2 separate regions of the Zea mays genome follow, and region 2 is linked to region 1. Evidence: chromatin contacts called from public Hi-C data. All regions are on one chromosome and are shown on one strand. Each heading gives the region's core, a stretch centred on a gene start, on an enhancer-like site or on the middle of the called end of the contact. The rest is flanking DNA. Distances are from core to core; before and after follow the strand shown.

Region 1 (3,845 bases), core at 236-2,735:
TCGTTGACCTTCAAAATCCATATGAAGAGCACTTGAAGTTTCATCAACACAACACAATTTTGTTGGAGTGAAGGGAGACTACAAGATGGACATGTGACAGAGATTAAACAAGAGTCTGAATTTAGTAATTACTTCTGACGGACGGGGAGCTTGACTCCTTTTTGCAGCCTGCATCTGAATATAGTACTCCTTGAACTCTGTAGGAGTATTCCTCACAAATTCAACCATATCCTCTCTATCTCTCTGGAGATTAAACACAACAAAAAAACGACATTAGCAGCAGTTCATTAATACAACAGTAGCACCAAACAAAAATATTGCACAACAATACTACTATTTTGTTCTGCTGAGCATGGCGTAAAAATGGAAACTTTGCACTTCAACGACCTGCACCTAGTGCCCAAATTGGTTCACATTTACAGCATGTAACTAGACCATATCCAAATCACCTGTGAGCACTAAAACTAACTAAAAATGTCATTTAAAATCTCCCTGAGACCCTGACTACCTCGAATTAGAAGCAGTGATGATGAGCGGATGAATTTACCTGTATGTAGAGGTTCTTCCAAGCGCACTCCCTGAATTTGGCATTGGAGGCCAGTCCCCACCTCATGCAGTACCTGGAAAAAACATCGGAAAGGCATGCAATATGTAAGTCTCGATCGAGTTGCGCCACATTTGGCAACGAATCGATACTGCAGCCTCCCCAGCCAACTTACAGGCGGCGCCAGAGGGTCTCGTCGGACGCGGCAGCATTCATGAAGCGGCAGACTAGAGCGCAGGAGATGAGGTCCTCCGAGGAGAGGAACTTGAAGATCTGCAGGAACAGCTCAGGGGGGACGTTGCTGAACAAGCCCGTGTCGATCTGAGGCGCCACGGCTTTCCCTTTCGCCTGCCTCCTCTTCTCCTCCCTCCTCGCCCTCTTCGTCTGCTCCCCCTCGCTGCCGCTGCAGCCATCCCCGTCCGATCCTGAACCCTGCTTCCGCTTATTCTTCGCAGCATCACCTTCCTCCTTCTGCTGCCGCTGCTCCTGCCGCGGCAACCAATTCGATTGCTGTCAGAAACCCGATTCCCAGCCATGAGAAAAGATTCGGTTCGAAGGGAGAGAAGAGACAGAGAGCGCTCACGTCAATAGGATCCTCGTCGCTGGATCCGGAGAGGATCTCCGACTCAAGGAAGCTGGCGAGGCCGTCGACGTCCTCCTCCTCTTCCTCGTCGCCTCCGCTGATGGGTTCTCCTCCACCTCCCTCCTCCGTATCTAAGGGCCCGTCGTCGGGGAAAGCGTCGTCCTCCAGAACTGCTTCGTTGTCTCCCTGCACGTCGGCCATCCTCCTCCACCGCTCCGACACCACCGACGGATCGCCTCACCGGCACCGCCCTTGCCCTAGCGGAGAGGAAGATATCGGTCGGTGCGGTTGGAGAGAAGGACGCGTGATCCACCAGAACACCGGCGATGGGCCGAATCTCTAGGCCGGCCCTTGGCGCAAGGATCTGGGCCGTATCATCTTATTTGTTCTAAACGTCATTAGTCATTTAGTCTTATAGGCCTGTCTTACTTTTCAGTTGGGCCATGATCGTAGCTGCTAATTCATCTTTTAGTCTAAAAAAGAGAGAGAAAAACTATATTTGTAGCATGTTTGGTTCGAGGAATGAGTTGGTTCATCATCTTCTTACTCCTCATTTTTTTACTAGGTGGATGCCCGTGCGTTGCAACGGGAAGATAAAATACCATGATAACTCATGTACAAATGTGTTATAATATTATAGGAAAAGATTTCGTAATTTATTTGTGATCCTACCCATACATTAATATACAAAAACACTAATTATTATTCTATATTTTTGTTAGTATCACTAAAAGTAGATGTTTACATACCTTAAAAGATATAGGTGTATATTCGTCTGTTGCTATGGAATCAATATGATAAGATACATTGATATGCAAAAATATACTAATTATTATTCTATACTTTTGTTAGCATCACTAAAAGTAGATGTTTTCATATCTTAAAAGATATAGTAAGGTACGTGCCAGAGTAAGTCACTTTTTAAGGAATATACTCTGACATCATGAACTTAGAAAACTTAGCAATCCACCACCTACTGCTTGTCTCTCTAGAAGAGGTAGTCAGCTCCCCTTCCTTCAAATACATGGAATGCTTGGTGTGATTTGAGTACACGGAATGACAATTTCTACAATCAGAAGCCGCTAACTGCATACAAGCAAAACAAAAGGAATAATTCCATTTCACATTGAATCAGAGATTAGAAGTTGGAGCACAACTCGTTTGTCAGTTTTTTTGCCGAAGCCCGACGAAAATTACAAACAGGAAATGGATAGAGCAAGAAAAGGAGTGCTCCAAATTAATGACATCTAAGTAAAAGGCATCAACCTTTTCCTTTCTGCTTCTATGTACCCTAAATAAACAACCTAAAACCTAAAACTTAACCCCCCTAACTCTGCTCGTGTCAGCTGCTATAGGTTTCCCTATAATGTGCCATCTATCAGCCTCTCAATATCAGACTCACAGAATGGTTCTAGAATCTTGAATTCAATCTACAAGTACTCTCTCAGAACCCACATGTTCAAAAACTGAAAACATTGTGTTATTAGTGTATCAAAAATGAGTATATGAGTGGCATTATCTGGGGTTGGGAGGTGAGGAGAACCAGAAATGGTTTCTTCGGATGCGCTTCTTTTTTTTCTGATTTAGGAGAAGCACATCCTATTGAAGTTAAACAGAAGAGAAATGCATACCATTATTAAAATGCCAGAAGTTAAATAGAAGGGCAATGGATACCTATATATACACACACACGCCCCTTATTAAGCTACGATGCAATATGTTTAAGCATGAAATTAGCATTGATTAGGGATGAACAAACCTCATGCAAAATAGAGATACAGATGAATTAGGTTACCAGACGAGTACAATGGTTCTTTTGTTGTATATTATCTGTAGCAATATCATAGTGATGTTTGACCTTGACAGTGAATTCGTTAATCCCAGCAGAGCTGCTTTACGGAGCCTCTGATGCTAATGATATGGCAAGTCATTGGAAATTTGGATTGGATAAAAAATAATCTATTTAGATTAAACAAATTCAAGCCCAAGAAATATATGCACATCCTGAATTGCAACCTCACCTTAAGCATATCTTGTACATGCCGACCATCCTGCATTGCATATATCACGACAAATCGATTGGAATGAAATAAAAAATCAATGGAAGCATGCAGGGAGAGGGCTCGAGACTGGACCACCTTGTACATGTTGATCTTGGTGATCTGGTAGGAGACATCGCGCCAGGTGGTCTTGGCGACCTTGTCGCTACTTCCTCTCCTCCCTTCTTTAGAGCAGCAGCACACCACCTCACTCGATGTTCTCGATGAAGCGCGTGAGCGACACCCGCCCTGTGGACCGGCCTACGTCGTGCATGTTGAAGGTGACGGCAGTGTAACTCCACCACGCAATGCCTTCCGCCATCCCCCACAACATTAGTACTAAAATATTTGACAACTAATATCCTAATGTGAATTGAGTAGCAGATTTCTCACTCTAAAATGGAGATACAATACTAAAAGCATTTAAGAAATAATATTGGCAAACATATGTTTTTGAAAGGCTGCAAGTTGATGTAAAAGGATAATTTATGATTGTAAGATGTCCAAAAACTGAGAAAGGAAACATTGCATTTAATCTGGAGTTACAAGTAGCCAAATTTAGGTATGACACTCAAATCTGGAACAACCCAAACTGTAGTTCCTTAGACTCCTGGTAACATCTAAAAGGATGATTTACTCAACACGTCTTCTTCATTCCTATATTTTGATTTAAACTTTA
Region 2 (3,714 bases), core at 124-2,623, 130 kb before region 1:
TTTGATCACATAAGAGATAACCATAGCATCATTGTGTGGGTAATCCTTGAGTTGGAGATCCTCTTGAGAGAAGGTAATTGGAATGTGAGACCATCTTGACTTGATGAAGGGTCCTTGCACCCCAACGTGCTATACCCTTCTCTGTGCTTCCTTCTTCTGCTTCTTGTTGGCTGGCTCTGAGCATGAACCGCCTGTTATCGGGAGTACCAGCTTCGGAGCCGAAGCAGCTCCAGCTTGATCGTTGAACGAAGCCATCAGCTCAAAAAAGTGGAAGTGAGTTCACCGGAGGTGGGCGCCAATGTTGGGGACTTGTTCTCAAATGCTATGAATTAAGAATAAGGCAACATAAAATGTTAAAATATCAGTGCCCTTCGTCCGCTGAAGCATTATTTCCCCAAGGATATACTTCGGACGAAGGTTATAATGGCAGAACTACGAAAGTTATACTTTCGTAATTGAACTCACAAAGATAATATAAAATAACGTAAGACATAAAGCATTAAAGACAAGTAAATTGAAAATAAATAACATCATTTATATACTATATAAATTTAAGATGTTCAAACGTAATATTTAGACACATTTATACCTCTTCCTTGACAAAGTATAATTTCCGAGTGATGCGATTGCAATTGCAGGAATGCGTGAACAGTAAAGGAATATTGTTCACTATTTATAGGCACAGGACACAGCCCGTGAGGAATTACAATCGTACCCCTCATAAAAGTTTACAACAATGACTCGGACTCTTGTGGACTAAAAGGTCATTCTATCTTTAAGTCGGTTTGTAATTCCGAAGCTTCACGAAATGACACCTTCGACATCACGTATGAGCAGCTTCAGCCGAAGTTGTTTCTTTCTGCAGGACCTTCGACGACAAAGCATGGTCCCAACAACGCTCGAGGCCATCGAGGTGACTGGCGAGAAAGAAGCTCTATGAGGTTATTTACATCAAGAACCTCATAGCACGAATATGGCCATTCATGGACCACATCGTCGTTCATGCTGATGATAATATATGAGTTATTCGTTTTTATGTAATCGTTATTCACAAACTTTTTTATCAAATAATTTACATACCATCACAACCCATGAGCATTGTAGTAGGGCATATTTACAACATGGTACGTAGTCTCACGTTTTTTTCTGCCACAAAAAATAGAAATAACTATTTTTGAAGTCAAAGAGATTTTTTTTTCTGGCCACAAAAATCAAAGTTCATACTCCGCGTCTGGGCGTCTGCCGTCTGGGCTCAAAGAACTCGTAAGCCCCATTCTATCCTATACAAAGCCCACATCAGTAACCCCTAGGGTTCCTTGTACTCTATAAATAACCAAACCCTAGCTCTCCAGCCTTCCGCCCCGCAGTCATCCCCGAGAAGAGCCGCCGCCGCGCAAAGCCGCTTCGACGCCGTCACTCATCGGGGCGCAACCATGGTGGCCGCAAAGAAGACGGTAACGATCACATCTGCTGCCCTCTCACATCTACCCCCGTATCTCGAGTTCTCGACTACAAGCCCACGTTTCTCCCACCTTTTCCGTCGATCTGCTGCCGTCTTCTGGGCGGCAACATGTCTTGCTGCTGCATTCCAAGTATTCATGTTTCCAGTCTTGCAATTTATGTTCTAAGCTCTGTTTTTCGTTTTTCGTTGTTGGTTTTGTGCAGAAGAAGTCCACGGACAACATCAACAACAAGCTTCAGCTTGTGATGAAGAGCGGCAAGTACACGCTCGGCTACAAGACTGTCCTCAGGACCCTCAGGAATTCTAAGTGTAAGGAAGCTCACACTTTATATTCTGTCTCATGCGTAAGGCTACTTAGCTCTTGATTAACGGGTTAGGTAGTCAAATCGGTGCATATGGATGTCTGCCTATGTTACAATACCGTAGATTGATCCCGTGGATGTTCAATCCGTGCCTATGGACGTGTTCATGTAGCTGTTTTTTTACTGCTCACAGTGGGAGTATTAGGATTATGCAGGGGAAAAATCAAGTGAAGTGAACATTTTTAGATGTCAAGATGGAAATACGACATTGAAAGAAGGAGAATAGGGCTCATGACCTCAGCCACTATGAACTTTGTGGCTGCATGGACGCCCACCGAAATATTCTCTGGACAACGTATTTTTATCTACGTCACTGAATGTTTGTTCACTCTATACTTAATGTTATCAGTGGAAGGTCAGATGATAGACAGTGAACATACTGGGCGCTATAATTTCTCATCTGAGAAAACCAAGCCATAATTTTAATCATCCGTTTATGATAAAATATTTCTGAATTCCATGTGGTGTTTTTTTGTTGCCTCTTTTTGTGCCTTTTCTGTTATCTTAACTGTGTTGCTGCACACTTATGAGGATATGATGACCCTTTCCCCAGATGATCGACAGTGAACATATTGAGTGCCATAATTTCTCTTTTGAGAAAACCAAGCCAGAATTCTGATCCTCCATTTTTGCATAAAATGTATTTCTGAATTTTATGTAGTGCTTATTTGTAGCCTCGTTTTGTGTTTTTTAACTATGTTGCACACTTATGAGGATATGATGACCCTTTCCCCAGATGATCGACAATGAACATACTGAGCGCTATAATTTCTCATCTGAGAAAACCAAGCCAGAATTCTGATCCTCTGTTTGTTTTGCTGTTTTGCTTTATTTGTTGTGTATCTTAATTTCTGAATTTATCTCAAGCCTGTACATAAAGTTTGTTGTCATTGCTTGCTCTTTTTAGGTTACTATTTATTTCAAACAGTTATTTTATGTGACTGACATTTGAGTTCTGCGTTGAAAACTGATTACCAATGGATGTATTTATATGGCCATTGTGTATGAGTCAACGCCATAATAATCCTCTCCCTGTTTTGTGCGTATATGGTACCTGTGCATGATATCACTGGTTGAGCATGAGTGGGGGATATCTTCTTTCAGATTTATATTTTGTTTGCTTTATAGTGTTTTTTGTGGATTATGTTATGTACAATTGTTTTGAGTATGTCCCATCTAGTATAGTATTTTAAACGTGTAACTTTATTTGTTTGTTGTGTTCTGGGAACACGGATACAATCTCACCCCCTCAGTGTCAAAATCCTTTTTAAGTATTGTACCACGTTCCCGTTTCTTGACCCCATCTATCCGGTAACTTGGTTACTAAGGTCTGACTCCTTTTCTTTGCCTAACTGTTCATTCGACATGATAATAACTTCTTTAAAATTAGATGTGAGTGCACAAAACTATAATTTCTGCCTTAGACTCTACACAATATCATTTGTTATATAGCATGCTTGTAATATGCCTAAATCAATGTATTGATTTTCAGCAAAGCTAGTGATCATTGCTAACAACTGTCCTCCGCTTCGGAAGTCTGAAATTGAGTACTATGCTATGCTGGCTAAGGTGACAGTCCACCACTTCCATGGAAGTAAGTTATCATCCCTTCTGTTTCTTCAATCGATGTTGCATTATCTAGGGAAATGTCAACTGTCAGTTGGCATGTTACCTTTTCTTTTAGCCCCTGATTTGTACTGTTCTGCAATGTCTAGCCAGTTGCAGAAAAGCACAAGAATGTCACCCATGCATGTTTAATGCATAAGATAATTATTAACTATAAATCAAATAGAAAGGAAGTTTTGGCTTCCATAAATCCATAATTATTACTCGCTTTGCAATATATATGACAAGAACTTACATTGTAAGGTAATGCATACCACACTATGT

The links. A called contact is a pair of places that touch in the nucleus more often than the background predicts.
Region 2: a contact with region 1 is called in a Hi-C map of leaf, with 7 times the contacts expected there. The contact joins the promoter of LOC100502201 here to the promoter of LOC100284270 in region 1. A contact is called at or near these places in 4 of 25 Hi-C or Micro-C datasets (endosperm, leaf and tassel).

What each region holds. Positions count from the first base shown.
Region 1 is chr5:61,187,522-61,191,366 of Zm-B73-REFERENCE-NAM-5.0, reverse strand. It overlaps LOC100284270, which reads right to left and starts at 1,485. Exons shown (of 8, transcript NM_001412795.1): 1 at 1,128-1,485; 2 at 720-1,024; 3 at 548-620; 4 at 133-243; 5 at 1-8. The coding sequence starts at 1,328.
Region 2 is chr5:61,317,195-61,320,908 of Zm-B73-REFERENCE-NAM-5.0, reverse strand. It overlaps LOC100502201 (60S ribosomal protein L30-2), which reads left to right and starts at 1,373. Exons shown (of 5, transcript NM_001196678.1): 1 at 1,373-1,454; 2 at 1,666-1,771; 3 at 3,317-3,418. The coding sequence starts at 1,434. LOC111589380 (small nucleolar RNA Z103) reads left to right here and starts at 2,536; the gene lies at 2,536-2,631. It overlaps LOC111589381 (small nucleolar RNA Z103), which reads left to right and starts at 2,353; the gene lies at 2,353-2,448.